Regions from separate parts of the Sus scrofa genome. Here regions 1, 2 and 3 are each linked to region 4. A link is a contact called in public HiChIP or PLAC-seq and promoter capture Hi-C data. All regions are on one chromosome and are shown on one strand. The core of a region is the stretch at or near the end of the contact, and the rest is flanking DNA. Distances in the headings are between cores, read along the strand shown. Region 1 holds the start of C14H10orf10 (protein DEPP). Region 2 holds the start of ZNF22 (zinc finger protein 22). Region 3 holds the start of RASSF4 (Ras association (RalGDS/AF-6) domain family member 4). Region 4 holds the start of PARG (poly(ADP-ribose) glycohydrolase).

The links. Promoter capture Hi-C pulls out the DNA fragments that hold promoters and counts their contacts. HiChIP or PLAC-seq counts read pairs in DNA pulled down with a chosen protein or histone mark.
Region 1: a promoter capture Hi-C map of liver shows a contact between it and region 4, with 6 times the contacts expected there. The contact joins the promoter of C14H10orf10 here to the promoter of PARG in region 4. A contact is called at or near these places in 1 of 5 promoter capture datasets (liver), 2 of 47 Hi-C or Micro-C datasets (heart right ventricle and liver) and 1 of 2 datasets of contacts at active chromatin or transcription factors (alveolar macrophages).
Region 2: a contact with region 4 is called in a promoter capture Hi-C map of fetal liver, with 5 times the contacts expected there. The contact joins the promoter of ZNF22 here to the promoter of PARG in region 4. A contact is called at or near these places in 3 of 5 promoter capture datasets (fetal liver, fetal skeletal muscle and liver), 12 of 47 Hi-C or Micro-C datasets (blood, embryonic fibroblasts, fetal heart ventricle and 8 more) and 2 of 2 datasets of contacts at active chromatin or transcription factors (alveolar macrophages and skeletal muscle).
Region 3: an H3K27ac HiChIP or PLAC-seq map of alveolar macrophages shows a contact between it and region 4. The contact joins the promoter of RASSF4 here to the promoter of PARG in region 4. A contact is called at or near these places in 1 of 5 promoter capture datasets (fetal skeletal muscle) and 1 of 2 datasets of contacts at active chromatin or transcription factors (alveolar macrophages).

The regions. Positions count from the first base shown.
Region 1 is chr14:91,116,834-91,119,862 of Sscrofa11.1, reverse strand. It overlaps C14H10orf10 (protein DEPP), which reads right to left and starts at 1,531. Exons shown (of 2, transcript XM_003359280.4): 1 at 883-1,531; 2 at 1-306. The coding sequence starts at 279. The region is part of intron 3 of RASSF4 (Ras association (RalGDS/AF-6) domain family member 4); the gene reads left to right.
Region 2 is chr14:91,095,270-91,098,312 of Sscrofa11.1, reverse strand. It overlaps ZNF22 (zinc finger protein 22), which reads left to right and starts at 1,425. Exons shown (of 2, transcript XM_003483520.4): 1 at 1,425-1,513.
Region 3 is chr14:91,137,032-91,140,393 of Sscrofa11.1, reverse strand. RASSF4 (Ras association (RalGDS/AF-6) domain family member 4) reads left to right here and starts at 1,901. Exons shown (of 11, transcript NM_001243337.1): 1 at 1,901-2,017.
Region 4 is chr14:90,479,636-90,482,670 of Sscrofa11.1, reverse strand. PARG (poly(ADP-ribose) glycohydrolase) reads left to right here and starts at 1,656. Exons shown (of 18, transcript XM_005671222.3): 1 at 1,656-1,743. LOC100157391 (mitochondrial import inner membrane translocase subunit Tim23) reads right to left here and starts at 1,716. Exons shown (of 7, transcript XM_001926555.6): 1 at 1,370-1,716. The coding sequence starts at 1,475.

The sequences.
Region 1 (3,029 bases), core at 282-2,781, 640 kb before region 4:
CTGCTGGCCGCTGAAGTGGGTGGTGATGTCCTGAAGGGACCCATCAGAGCGGCTCTTCTCGCAGGAACGGCCTGGTCGGTGGGGTCTACGAGGCCGGGCCCAGGCTGCAGCCTCGTCCAGCACTGAGGTGGGCTGTGCCAGCTGACAAATGGACCTCACGTAGTCATCCAGGCTGGGGGAGGCAGGGGGTTCCTCTCCGGGCCCCACAGGCAGCATCTCCTCTGAGGTCTCCCGAATTGTGGGCAGATGGGGCACAGAAAGCAAGAGCCGGGACCTCATGGCTCCTTGCCACGGGGAAACTGCAAACTGTTGGTTGACAGAGGAAAGGGGATGAGACACTGCCAATACCCTGACACCCCTCCTGGGTCCCCTCCCCCATCTGAGGCTCCCTGTGTGAATTGTATGCCTGAGAGCAGTTTCAAGTCTACAGATACAAGAAGAGGCTTGAACTCCTGGACTTTTCCTTCCCCCTGATATTACTTCAGGCTCTATCCTTACTGTTGGGTAAGAACCTGTACAAATAAGAGAACCAAGCCTAAGAGACTGGAGTCAGAGAAAACTTGGGTTTCAAACCAAGCTCTGTACTTTCTGACCTGGGGTCCTTCGGCCAAGTCAGCTCTCCAAGCCTCCACTCATCTGAAAAACAGGGTTATAAATACCCACTCTCCAGGGCGCTGGGAGGAACATACGGAAGGACACCTCATGTGAAATCCGTTTATGAATATAACACTCCTTTATGAATATAATTGTCATGGCCACTAGCTGCGTCCTGTTCTCTAACCTGCAGTGAGGCTGTGCACGTCCCAGGCTGAGAACAGCCCTTGAAGCCCCACAAAGCCTCTCTGTTTTACCTCAAACCGGAGGGCAGTAGCTCTCTCTTACCTGTAGCTGAGGGGGCCTGGGGGTAGCAGGGATGCTGGATGGGCAAAGGAGTCCGAGGAAAGGTCCCAGGAAGCTTGGGGCAAAGAGATCGGGGTCCAGCGGTTGGACCCTGTGTCCCTCGTCAGATCGCTGGCCGGAGGAAAACGAGGATGATGTACCACGGCCTCTGTCCCATGTACTGCTGTCCAGAGCGGAGTCCCTCCCAAGCTGTCTGGCGAACTTTGAGGCTGGCAGTTGCTTTTATACCTTTCCACCAGCAATCAATTACTGTCACGAGGGCCAAAAATAGCAGGGCTCAGGAAGGCTCTCAGAGGAAAACAGCTTGGCAGGCGGGGCCTGGCCCAGCTGCCAGCTTGGAGCAAGTGTTTATGCCTGTGGGAGGTTCTGGGAATGTTTACTCTGCAGGGCCGGGGTGGGGCGGCCACAAGTCCTGGCCACTTCAGGCCACTGGGAGAGGCAGGGACTCCACTGGGCTCCCACAAGCAGCCCTAGGACCTGCCACCGCTGCCTAGAAATGTTTCCATTATATCTTCCACCAGCATCCTGCAACCCCAGGACACTGGCCCTGTGCTAGCTTAGATAGAGACCTGGGCCTGCACCTGCTAGAGGGCTTGCCAGACAGGGCAGTGCAAGGAGGTAGCCAAGGCCAGGCTTCCTGGGCCTTCTAGGAGTCAAGATGTGCCCACCTTCGTCTGGAACTAAGGACAGCCTGTGGAGTCCTGGTCTTGCCACTTCCCAGGGGTGGTGCTTTCAAATGAGAACTGGCAGCTTATTTGTTCCCCAGGTATCTAACTAGTATTCCTGTGTACCAGCGACTGTTCTATACGTAGCAGTGAACAAGTCATTGTGTCCCAGAGCTTAATTTTTAGTGCAGGAGAGCAGTAAGTACTTGGTGAATAGGTGCTGTAATGTTGGGCGTTGATTATGGCTGCAAAGAAAAGTCCAGCTGCACTGTGGTAGAGAGGTCAGGAGTGTGTTCGCTGAAAGGGGACATTGAGCAGAGAGCTGAGCAAATGAAGGCCGTGCCTTCCCAGCCAAGGGGGCAGCATGTGCAGAGCCACTGTGGAGAGTCTGCTGGGCATGCTCAGGGGACAGCCAGGGGCCACATGGTTGGCCCATGGTGGGGTGGGGTAGGCCAGTGGGTCTTGGCATGGACATTGGTTTTCTCTCTGAAGGTAATAGTAGGACTGCAGTGTTCCATTGAGGGTGCAAGAGTCTGGCTTCTGCTTCAAAGGATTGACTTAGCCGCTGCTCATGGGCTTTCAAGGGACAGCTAACAGGGAGACTGGGGAGCACCCAGGCCACTGCCAATGACTAGGGATGAGTGTGTCAGCACAGGAGGCTGCTGAGGATGAGGTGGGAAACCCTGGGGAAGCTCTTGTAAAGAGCCAGTACCAGTACTTCTCAGACAGGCCTCAGGCCATACTCCCATCATGGGCCCTCCTGGAAGACACCTGTCTTGTATCCACAGGCAGAGGACAGAAAGCAGTCATTGATACAACAGCCCAAGCCTGAGGTCTGATTGATGGATCCCAGGTGCTGAGCAAACAGGAGGACCTGACAGTCCCAAGTTCATGTATTCTGGATAGGGTATTCCTGATGGACTGAGGCATGGGGCCAGCCAGCTGGGAGATCAGGATTTCTGTTAAACGTGGCAGTTCCCACCTTGATGGCTCTTCTATCTGGAGGCTTCTGTAGAGCCTCTCTGGCTCTCTTAGGTTTTGTTAGCAATTAGCAAATTAGCCAGTAGGCTGAATTGAGGAGGGAAGTGTTGACGAGTGTATTAGAGCCCACAGTGATTTCCCAGCTTATAGAAATCCCAGGTCTTGGGACCTGTGTTCTAGTCCTGCCTCTGCTGCCACATCCTTCCCCACCTGCCTGGGAAGGCTTCCCAGGGGCCTAGAGGTCCCTCTCCTCTATGCTGGGCTTCCTCTGATTTGATCCAAGAAGCTTCAGGCTGAGAGGACCTCCCCTCCATTCCAATGGGGTCAGACTGAAGGCTAACGGAGAGGTGGCGGGGGGGGCTCGGACTGGGGGCACCTATGCTGCCTATGCAGGGGCACCAGCCTTGAGCCACTTCAGTCAAGCCAAACCCCAGCACAGCTGAGCCCTGACCTCAGAGGCAGGAGCACAGCCTCAGCCCTTTG
Region 2 (3,043 bases), core at 176-2,675, 620 kb before region 4:
CCATCAACTCTCTGTGTTACTTCAGGCAAGTTTCCCTCAGCCTCATTTTACTGTAAGGCAGATATGAAGGTCCTCCGTGCTTCATGAAACTCTAGTAAAGATGAATGACCAGAAAATAGATGTAAAAGCACTTCCTAAATAATGAGCATCTTACAAATTCATTCATTCAACAGATACTTGTGAGTGCCTGCTACCTTCTGAGCACTGATACAACAAGGAACAAGAGATGGCTTTGTGTACCCCTGTGAGGGCATGGGCTTTGCTCTAATAACATGGGAAGCCTTTGGAAGATTTTGAACAAAATGAATGACAAGATTTGACTTGAGTTTTAGGAGGATCACTCTGGGGCTGTGAGTAGACATAGAGAGACCAGTGAGAAAGCCAATGCAACAATCCAGACAGGTCATAACAGGAGCTTGGTGGAGGTTATAGCAGTGGAGATGCTGAAAGTGGCTCTATTCTGGATATATTTGGAAGACAGTACCAACAGAATTACAGATGGCTTGGATTTGGATTTGGGGTGAAAAGAGAAACAATGACATCAATATTTTTGACTTGAGTAACTGAAAAGATGGAGTCACCATCAACTGCTGGGTTGAAGACTGTTGAATGAACAGGTTAGGTGAATATCAGAAGTTCATCTGGGGCTTTGTTAGGTTTGGATGTTCATCACACATGCAAAAGACACCGAGTAATCAACTCGATATATAAGTCTAGAGTTCAACAGTATTTGCATCCCAAGGTTTGACTGGAGTTACCAGTTTGGGAGTCTTCAGCATATACAGATGGTATCTGAAGCCATTAGATTTGGAGTTCTGCAGGTGGAAGGAGGACACAGATCAGGTGAACTTGCACAGGTTGGTAGAGGTGGTTGGCTGTAACAGAACAGAATCAGGAGACATCATTACTAAAGAGAAACAAGGCAGTGTGTTGAAAATCATGAGACTCTGGAGCCAAAAAGACGGGTACAGATCTTTGGCCATCAACTTACATAGTGTGAACGTGAGGCGATTTCTACTCTAAGCCTTGGCCTCCCTAACTGTAAAATGAGTACTCTCGTTCCTATCTTGTAGGGGTTTTTTTGGTAAGAATTAAATAATTGGCTCATGAAAAATATCAGAAATAGTTTAGGCTCTCCAGAAGTACCTCTATGTAATTAATAAGTGCTCCACATTTGTCGAAAGAATGGAGCCTCGGGGTCAGACCGGCTGGTGTTGCCTTTCAAAACCTTGACCACACGGGCTGCCACTCCCCCACCCTGTGGGTCGCTCCTCCATCACAAAGGGAGAAGACCACAAGTCTTGCGGTCCTGAGGGCCACAGGACGCCTTCCGAGGGGAAAACAAAATGGCAAAAAGAAAAGGGTTTCTTTTTTCCGGTGGGCCAGGCACCATAGAGGGTCGATCCGCCAAGTTCCTAGAGCGACCGCGAGGCACAGACAAACGGCGCGCTCGCACTTCCGGTGGCGCGAGGGACGCCGGGCGGGCGAGCGAGGGCCGCGGACGGCAGGCGCGGTGAGTGGCCCTGGGGTGCGCGGGCAGGTGCTCCGAGGCACCAGAGGCGCAAGCTGGGCGCGGCAGGGCGGCGCTCACCCGCCAACGGTGTGGCGAGCGCGGCTTTGGCCTCCGCTCCCGGGATGCCGCAAGGGCTCCGCGCGGCCCGCGGGGCGGAGGGAGTGGGGCGGGCCCGGCCTTGGAGAGGCGGTAGTTGGAGGCCTTAACTGTAGCCCCGGCGATTGGCGGGAGGAGGACAGGCCCGGGCTCCTGGCCGTAGTCCTTACGCCATCCATCAGGCGCCTGTCAGGATTAAACTTTGAACAAACGCTTGGGTAGCACAAGGCTTTTGTGAGAGCCTTGCAGATATTGACTCACTTAAACTTACAACGCCCTGATAATGTAGGGGTTTTATGGTCATCCCCATTTTATGTACTAGAAAGCAAGCACATTGCAGTTAGGCGTGTTCGCTTGGCTAACAGCCCGTGTACTGATATTCACCGTAATACCCGCATCTACTATGGAATTACACTGAAGACCGGTCAGAGGGCTGGACTTCACGTTGGGAATTAAGACTGCAGGTCATTCTGCTGCTAAAAGTACAAGCTCTGGGCTCAAGCTGCTAGGGTGTGGGAACCTGGCCAGAGTATGCCTGCCTTTCCTTAGCAGTACAACGAAGATAATACCATAAACCTACTCCGTGAATTAAGTAAGATGGCATAGGGAATTCCCTGGTGGCTTAGCGATTACGGTTTCGGCTTTGTCACCGCTGTGGCTAGGTTTGATTCCTGGCCCAGGAACTTCCGCATGGCCGGGGCCAGGCCAGAAAAAAAAGATAATAGTGACTGGCACACAGCTATCTGTTAGTGTGATTTCCTCATCTGCAGTGTTCCAGATGTGTTAGTCTCTGAGTTTCCGACCGGAACTGATTTATATAGTATTTAAAAATCAATGTGTTTTTTTCAGTATGTACTTATCATTATAGCTGTTTTCGAATACCAATATCATGTACCTAACAGATATCTCTTTGTCATAGATGTCCTATAAATATTTACTAAAGTTAAGAAATGAGTACTGTTCTCTCTGTATTTTTGTGTAGTAGGCAGTTTGTTCTAATACCTGCCTTAATTACTGCAGATATAATTGTTAAATATCCAGTTAAAGTCTTAGCGCTGTCAGGCCTGGAGTCTCAATTTTACAGTAAGGTGAAGGAAAGGCAATAACAGTGATGTAATTTTTGTTTTCAATTATTTGCTTTATAAGCTTGTATGCAGAGACCCTGGGTAATTATTCCCATTTTACAGTCTACTTTCTGGCACAAAATGTGGAAAGTAATTCCAATAATTGTATTACCTTTGCAGTCCTAGGTTCTCCTACATTGTCACCTGTTTGGAGTTTGTGTTTGTTTTGTTTATGGCCATTATTTTAAATAACCTTATGTTAGTAAATGAAATTAATTATTTGAAATTTTAAATTTTTTGCAGCATTTGGGAATTTTTTAAATCCCATCCTAGTTTTACATATAAACTTATTTCTTCTCCTTTTCTTGTG
Region 3 (3,362 bases), core at 652-3,151, 660 kb before region 4:
CTGATGTTTTCTATTTTAAAAAATACTAGTCAATTCACGCTCTAACTTAATTTCATGAAGTATAGTATGAAAAATACAAATTGTCGTGATCCATCACTAGGGGCTGGCACATTGCTGCCCAAACAACTTGCCCACTCTTGCTCTCTCCCTCTCTGTCTCTCTCTCAACTTTACCTTTTCTTTTCCTTTCCTTCCTTCTTCTTTTTCTTTCTTGCAAAGAAGGGAATGGGTACTGGATTGGCAACTAATGGTATACACAAGACCCACTGTAAGTGAGCTCCAGGCCAAACATAGTTTCATTGAATACTGAAGGAAAAGGTGATTCTCTAGAGGTACGTGATGTTGGACACTTATGTTCCATGTAAAATGGGGGTAGTAATACCTACTCCCCAGGAATGTTGAAGGCATTGTGTGGGATCCCTGTCGTAAAGCACCTAGCAGAGTGCCTGACACACCACGAGAGTGCAGGATACATCAGACTTCCCAGAAGCCAATCATCATTCCAGGCTAGTTCTCACCCTGGAGATGGTATCAGTTAGATCAGCATTCTTGAGGGCTGGAGGACCCGGACCACAGGGGTGCCCTGAGCTGGCAGAGGATGATTCATTCTTCACAATTTCCTGCAAAGCCAGAGCTGAACGATCCATGGCCTGGTCACCTTTAGCTCCCTCATTTTTACAGGTGGGAAAACTGAGACCCAGAGCAACTGCGACATGAAAAGATCGTGCAGGAAGTAGATGGCAGAGCCCAATCTCTTTACTCCAAATCCAGCAGCGCTAACAATGATAAGCACAGCCTCTCTCAAGTGGGCTCCAAGGGCCCATAGACAAATCTAGGGCTAATTTTTGCCTATGTAGGCAGCTGCATTTTTCTAGAAGGTCCATATCAGACTCTAAAATGTCCACATGACTCAAAGGATTAGGAACTACATGAGTTCCCATTGTGGTGCAGCAGAAATAAATCTGACAAGTATTCATGAGGACTTTGTTTTGGTCCCTGGCCTTCCTCAGTGGGTTGGGGATCCAGCGTTGCCTTGAGCTGTGGTGTAGGTCTAAGACAGCCATACGCCACAGGTGTGGCCCTATAACAGCAAAAAAAAAAAAAAAAAAAAGGAACTACAGATTGAATGAAAAGTAAAATTATGAAAAATAAAATTATTTATGGGGGAAGGGAGGGGAAATCTGAGGTCAGTACTGGAAATAGTGATATAAAACAGAAATTGCAAATGTTTCCATCAGCCTCTTCCCCTTCCCTGTCGCCCCCACACCCCAGAATCACTGACCTATTCTGAGTTCCCCAAAAGGCCTGTGGTCTTCTGTCCTCTTTGCAAGCAAATCCTCCAGCAGGCCTTAACTGGGAGGTTATCTCCTTTCAACCATCATAGAATCTGATTTCTTAAAAGCGGTGGAGCTTCGAGAGGCCACGTCAAGCAAACAGTAGGATTGCACGCAGGTGGCCCTTGAGCAAAAACTAACATTGCTCCAGACGGATAACCTCCTCTCTCAAGACACACACTAGTAATTGCGAGGCCTGCACGACCTTTGTTGGAAATCCAAGGGTGTCATTTCCCCCAGGGTCCCTGGCCTTGGCCCGCCTATCAGACCCTCCCGACCGATCCGAGCTGCTTCCTCAGTGGGTCTCCGGGAATTCCCGGAGTGTACGCCCGAGGGGACACCCTGGAAAGCCTACACGCCCCAAACCTTCTGCCCGGCTCCTGAGGCACCGCCCGGAGCCCGCCCTCCTCTGTGTACCCTGAGCTGGGCGGGCTGGACAAGGAGACTTTACGCAATTGGCCTGCGCTGGGAGAGAGGCGGAGCGGGGCGGGAAGAGCCGGGGAGGGGCGGGACGGAAAGGAAACAATAGGGCAGCTCTATTGGCCGGCGCTGGCGAGGGGCGGGGAGGGGCGGGCCCGACTCCCCAAGCTGGAGAGAACAGGGCAGTAGGCGCTGCGGAGGCACCTCGGGTGACTGCGAGGCGAGGCACTGGCAGCGGCTTCTGGACAGCGCAATGAGTGGACGGTGAGTGATGCATGGGCAAGAGAGTTCGGGGCGTCCACAGAGCACCAACTTCCCCCCACCGCCTGAGCCCAGGACTTTCCCCAGCCAGGAGCTCTTAAGTCTGGGCACTTGTGCGCCTTGCCTGCCGCGTGCAAAATCCCCTCCTTCTGCCAGCCTGGAGCATTCCGGGCCACGGGCCCAATGCTGAGAGTGGGCACTGTGCCATGCACCTCCTCCAAGGAGAGGGCACGTTAGGAGCTAAATCCTGCGCAGTCTACATCTTTGCTCACCTTGCCTCTCATCTTAGCCAGTATCCTAGAAGCGTTGATCTGAGAATTAGGGGGAAAGACTCAGCGTCTCTGGCACAACTCAGATTTCATGGATGGAAGACCATGAACACCCAGATAATAGCAGAAAGAAGGCTTCAGTGTCGCTATTTATAGAACATTTGATTTGTTCCCAGACCTGTGCTAAGAGCTTTAGCACAATATCACACCTACTTCTCATAGCCTTGATTATCCCTATTTTCAGATGAGAAAACCTGAGGCTTAAAATGTTACGGAATTGTCCACTTTTACCCAGATGAGTCAGCCTTGTAACCCAGGGCTTGTTGTGCCAGGTCTCATTCATTTTACCCACTGACTTCAGAGCTCACCCTGCCAGCCACCCTGCTCACCCCTGTGCTCCTGACTCTCAGTCCTGACTTCCCACTCAGAAGAAATGCTTCTGTTTTTATTAATCCGGCACAACCCTGGGGGAGGGAGGGCCTTCTCTCACTTGAGGATCAATGCCAGGACAGAGCCAGGGTTTCCTTAAAACACTATCTAGAGAGCTTTAGTAGTCCCACTTCACAGAGGAATTAAATATGATCACAATAAATAAGGGATTCTGGAATTTGAGCCCAAGCAGATTGGACTCCAAATCCATGTACTTGCACTTGCAGAAAGGCCCTCATTGTCAGTGTCTGTAGTTGAACTGCTCATGGCAAGATCGAGATTTGTTTCCAGACGCCATGAGTATACAATAAAGACAACTACTAAATTGCTGACCTGCCTGCCTCCTGCTCCCCAGAGTAATTCCTTAGCCACTGCCATTTGGTGGGCATTGTTAGGGTGAAGGAGGGAAGAAGGAAGGCTTGGAAAAGGAGAGGAGAAAAAGGGAAGGAGAGAAGGGGAAGGGAGAGAAGAGAAGAAGAATGTCTTAAACTTAGGTCAAAAAAAAAAAAATGCTGGCTGGAAGTTGTAGTGAGTGTATTTCAAGTGTCAGAACATTTTCATTAGTTTTTGTCATTATCCTCTCTGTGTGTGGTGCCGGTGGTTCAAGACTTTACAGGAAAAGTGAGATTGAGGCCACGGATTAAAGTGTT
Region 4 (3,035 bases), core at 407-2,906:
AAATCTCATTATCTTCTATCACACCACCTTCTACACCATTGTGTAGACACAACGGCTTAATGGTTTGTTTCCTTCAACACTTACCCTTCCCCACATTTGTACTGTATTCAGGTCACAGCTCAAAAGCCAGCACCCCTGAGTTGCTTTCCCTGATCTGTTCTTAAAAGGCTTCCAGTTCCTACCATCTCAAGATCCTGCTTTATTGCCTTCAGACACTTAGTGATAAGTGTGTCACTGAAACATTTTTGTTACCTGGCTCACTTCAATAGGATGTAAGGTCCACAAAAACAGCAATCATCTTTTTAAATTTAACTGTCTTAGTTCTGCACCCAGAAAAATCCATCTACAGTACTCAATAAATGGTATTGACTCCATCTTTTAATTTACCTTCAAATTTCAATTAATGTAACAATGGTTTTTCACATTAAAGCAGAGCCCTTTGTGCTCCAAATGCGGAGCTCCTGTGACTTATTATACACAAACTCCCTACAGTTCTGTTCTATAAGTTATCATATACAAACTACGCCCTAAATTCAGTTTTGATACAGGTCACACTAGGAACTTCTAAGCGTGTTTAAAAAAAAAAAAGCTTTTTTGGTTTCTGAGCATAAAAGACCTAAAGAAGTAGTACGAAAATTCTTAAAAGAGAAAATAGTTTTATAAAACGCTTATCCTCCACCAACTTCCTATTTTTAGGTCCAAGTTCTAGTCATCCAGTTGAATACCCAGTTAGATAATTTCAAAGATCTAGAATACACATTCTTTGTACTGAGGAGCGCACAGGCAGGGCATTCGTGCTTCCAGCACCCTCGATTGTACGTATTTCCCTTCCTAAAATTCATATTGGCTTCTTTCTTGTCTATAAATTACCTTTAAAATTCAGCTCTCTTCCGTGTTCCCCTAGTTGTCTCGAATCATGTTTCTTTCTCCCCTGTATGCATGAGTGGCCCTGACGGCTACTTGTGGTTTTAGAATATGCGACTTTGAGCTAAAAAGTTATCTATGAACTCGGTATTTGGAATGCATTTACTTGCAGAAGGGGGTTTTCTTTTTCACCTAGAGCCAAGCACAAGGCCCAATATACAGGAATGTGCGAGAGGAAAGAGAAGGCAGAAAGCTTGAATATAAAAGGAAGAAAACATGCAGCATCTCCTGGTTGACATGATCCAGGACAACCACAGAAACCTTCTCCGGATCTATGGCTCCAAAAATTCGTTCGATGTCGAAAGAGCGGCCCCGGAGATACACCAACCCCACGATTGCTACTGAAGCTTGTGACCGCTAGCAAAAAAAGGACAGGGCACGCCGCAGGTTTGGCGTGGTGGCAAGAACCAGTCAGAAATGTTCGTAAGCTAGGCCCGATACTTACGCGGGACTCCCGCCAGATCCGCGTGCGAGTAGCCAGCTCCGCCGGCTCCGAAAAAGCCGGCCAATCCCCCTGTGGTTTTGTTGCCGCTTCCTCCACCGCCCTCCATGGTACTGCAGCAAACTACCGGTCTGCTTCTCCCCGCTGCTCAGGCCGGGATCGTCCGCTCGGCCGTTGCTCCTCTGTAACAGCGGGTGAAACCCGCGTTACCACCACCTCCTTCACACGCTGACCTTCCGGGCGCCGGCAGCACCTAAACCTCACATTTCCGCTTTGCGACAGCGTACGTCCCGGAAACCGGAAGCGCCTGACGGCAGCTTTCCGGTGGTGGGAAAGTGAACGGAGCAAGAAAATCAAAGCGGCGCATCCTGAGGCAGGTGGGGTGCCTGTGGAAGAGGGAAGGCAGGCGACTGGATAGGGCCTGGCTCGGGAGGCCTACGGAACAGCAGCTGCAGACGCAGGCAGCAGCAGAGAGGGCATGGTGCCGGGAGGCGCCGAGAAGGAGGCGCAGTCCGTCCCTCTCCGGGTTAGTGAATGAGGCTCTCCGCCCTGGCTGGCCCGGGGACTGTTCGCTGCGGGTCCCAGCATGAGTGCGGGCCCCGGCTGTGAGCCCTGCACCAAGCGACCCCGCTGGGGCGCCGCTGCAACTTCTCCGCCGGCCGCCTCGGACGCCCGGAGCTTCCCCAGCAGGCAGAGGCGCGTCCTCGATTCCAAGGACGCTCCCGTGCAGTTCAGGGTCCCGCCGTCCTCGTCAGGCTGCGTCTCGGGGCGGGCGGGACCGCACAGAGGCAGCGCCACCTCGCTTGGTACGTGGGGAAATAAAGCTCTTTGTCCTTCGCCTTGGCCCAAAGCTCTTCTTGGTCTCCGAGGACCCAGGGACTACAGCCCCCCATTTTCTGGTCTTGTATGCATCACTCTGAACGCTGAGGTCCCCTTGCTGAGCCATCAAGGCCACTAGTCGGGGAATGGGGCCCCATTTTCCCCGTGGCGATTGGTGGTGTGAGAACCCCTGACAAGCAGTCACTCAGCATGGGAAGCGGCGAGAGACTCCACCTGTTTGCTTTCCTTGGGTTTAATTGGAATTGCCTTGGTCGTTAAGGAGGTTTAATCTTTTACCTGAAGCTTCAGTCTCTAGATATAAAGAAAGTTACAAAGAAAGTCACAGCTGTCCTCAGTTTTAATTCTCAGTCTCTGGGTGGAGAGCCCTTAGTCTTACTGGCTTTACACCCGTCTTTGACATACAGTGGTGAACAAAGGTAACTTGGTCTGTTTTCAGACCCTAAAATCTATCAGAAGAGGTAGACAATGGCAGAGGTAAATATAATAAAGGGTAATGGATGTTCCAGTATATGAGACAGATAGTTAGGATAAGACGTCAGATGTGCCTGATCTAGTTTGAAGGTCAAAGATAATCTCCTAGCCAGAAGGTGAGGATCTTATTCTGAGGACTGAAGAGTGATGAGTTATTTAGATGAAGAGGAAGTTAAGGAAGTGATCCCACAGTGCAGCTGATGTAGGTTGTCCAGAGAGCAGTGAGAGATGGGATTGCAAAGAAGTAGACAAAGATCAGATCATATTGGGCAATGCTAAGAGGTTTGAGCTTTATCCTGATTGGACTTGATTGGAGATATATATGTATCAAAAATACATATAGTTTATTAAAATGTAT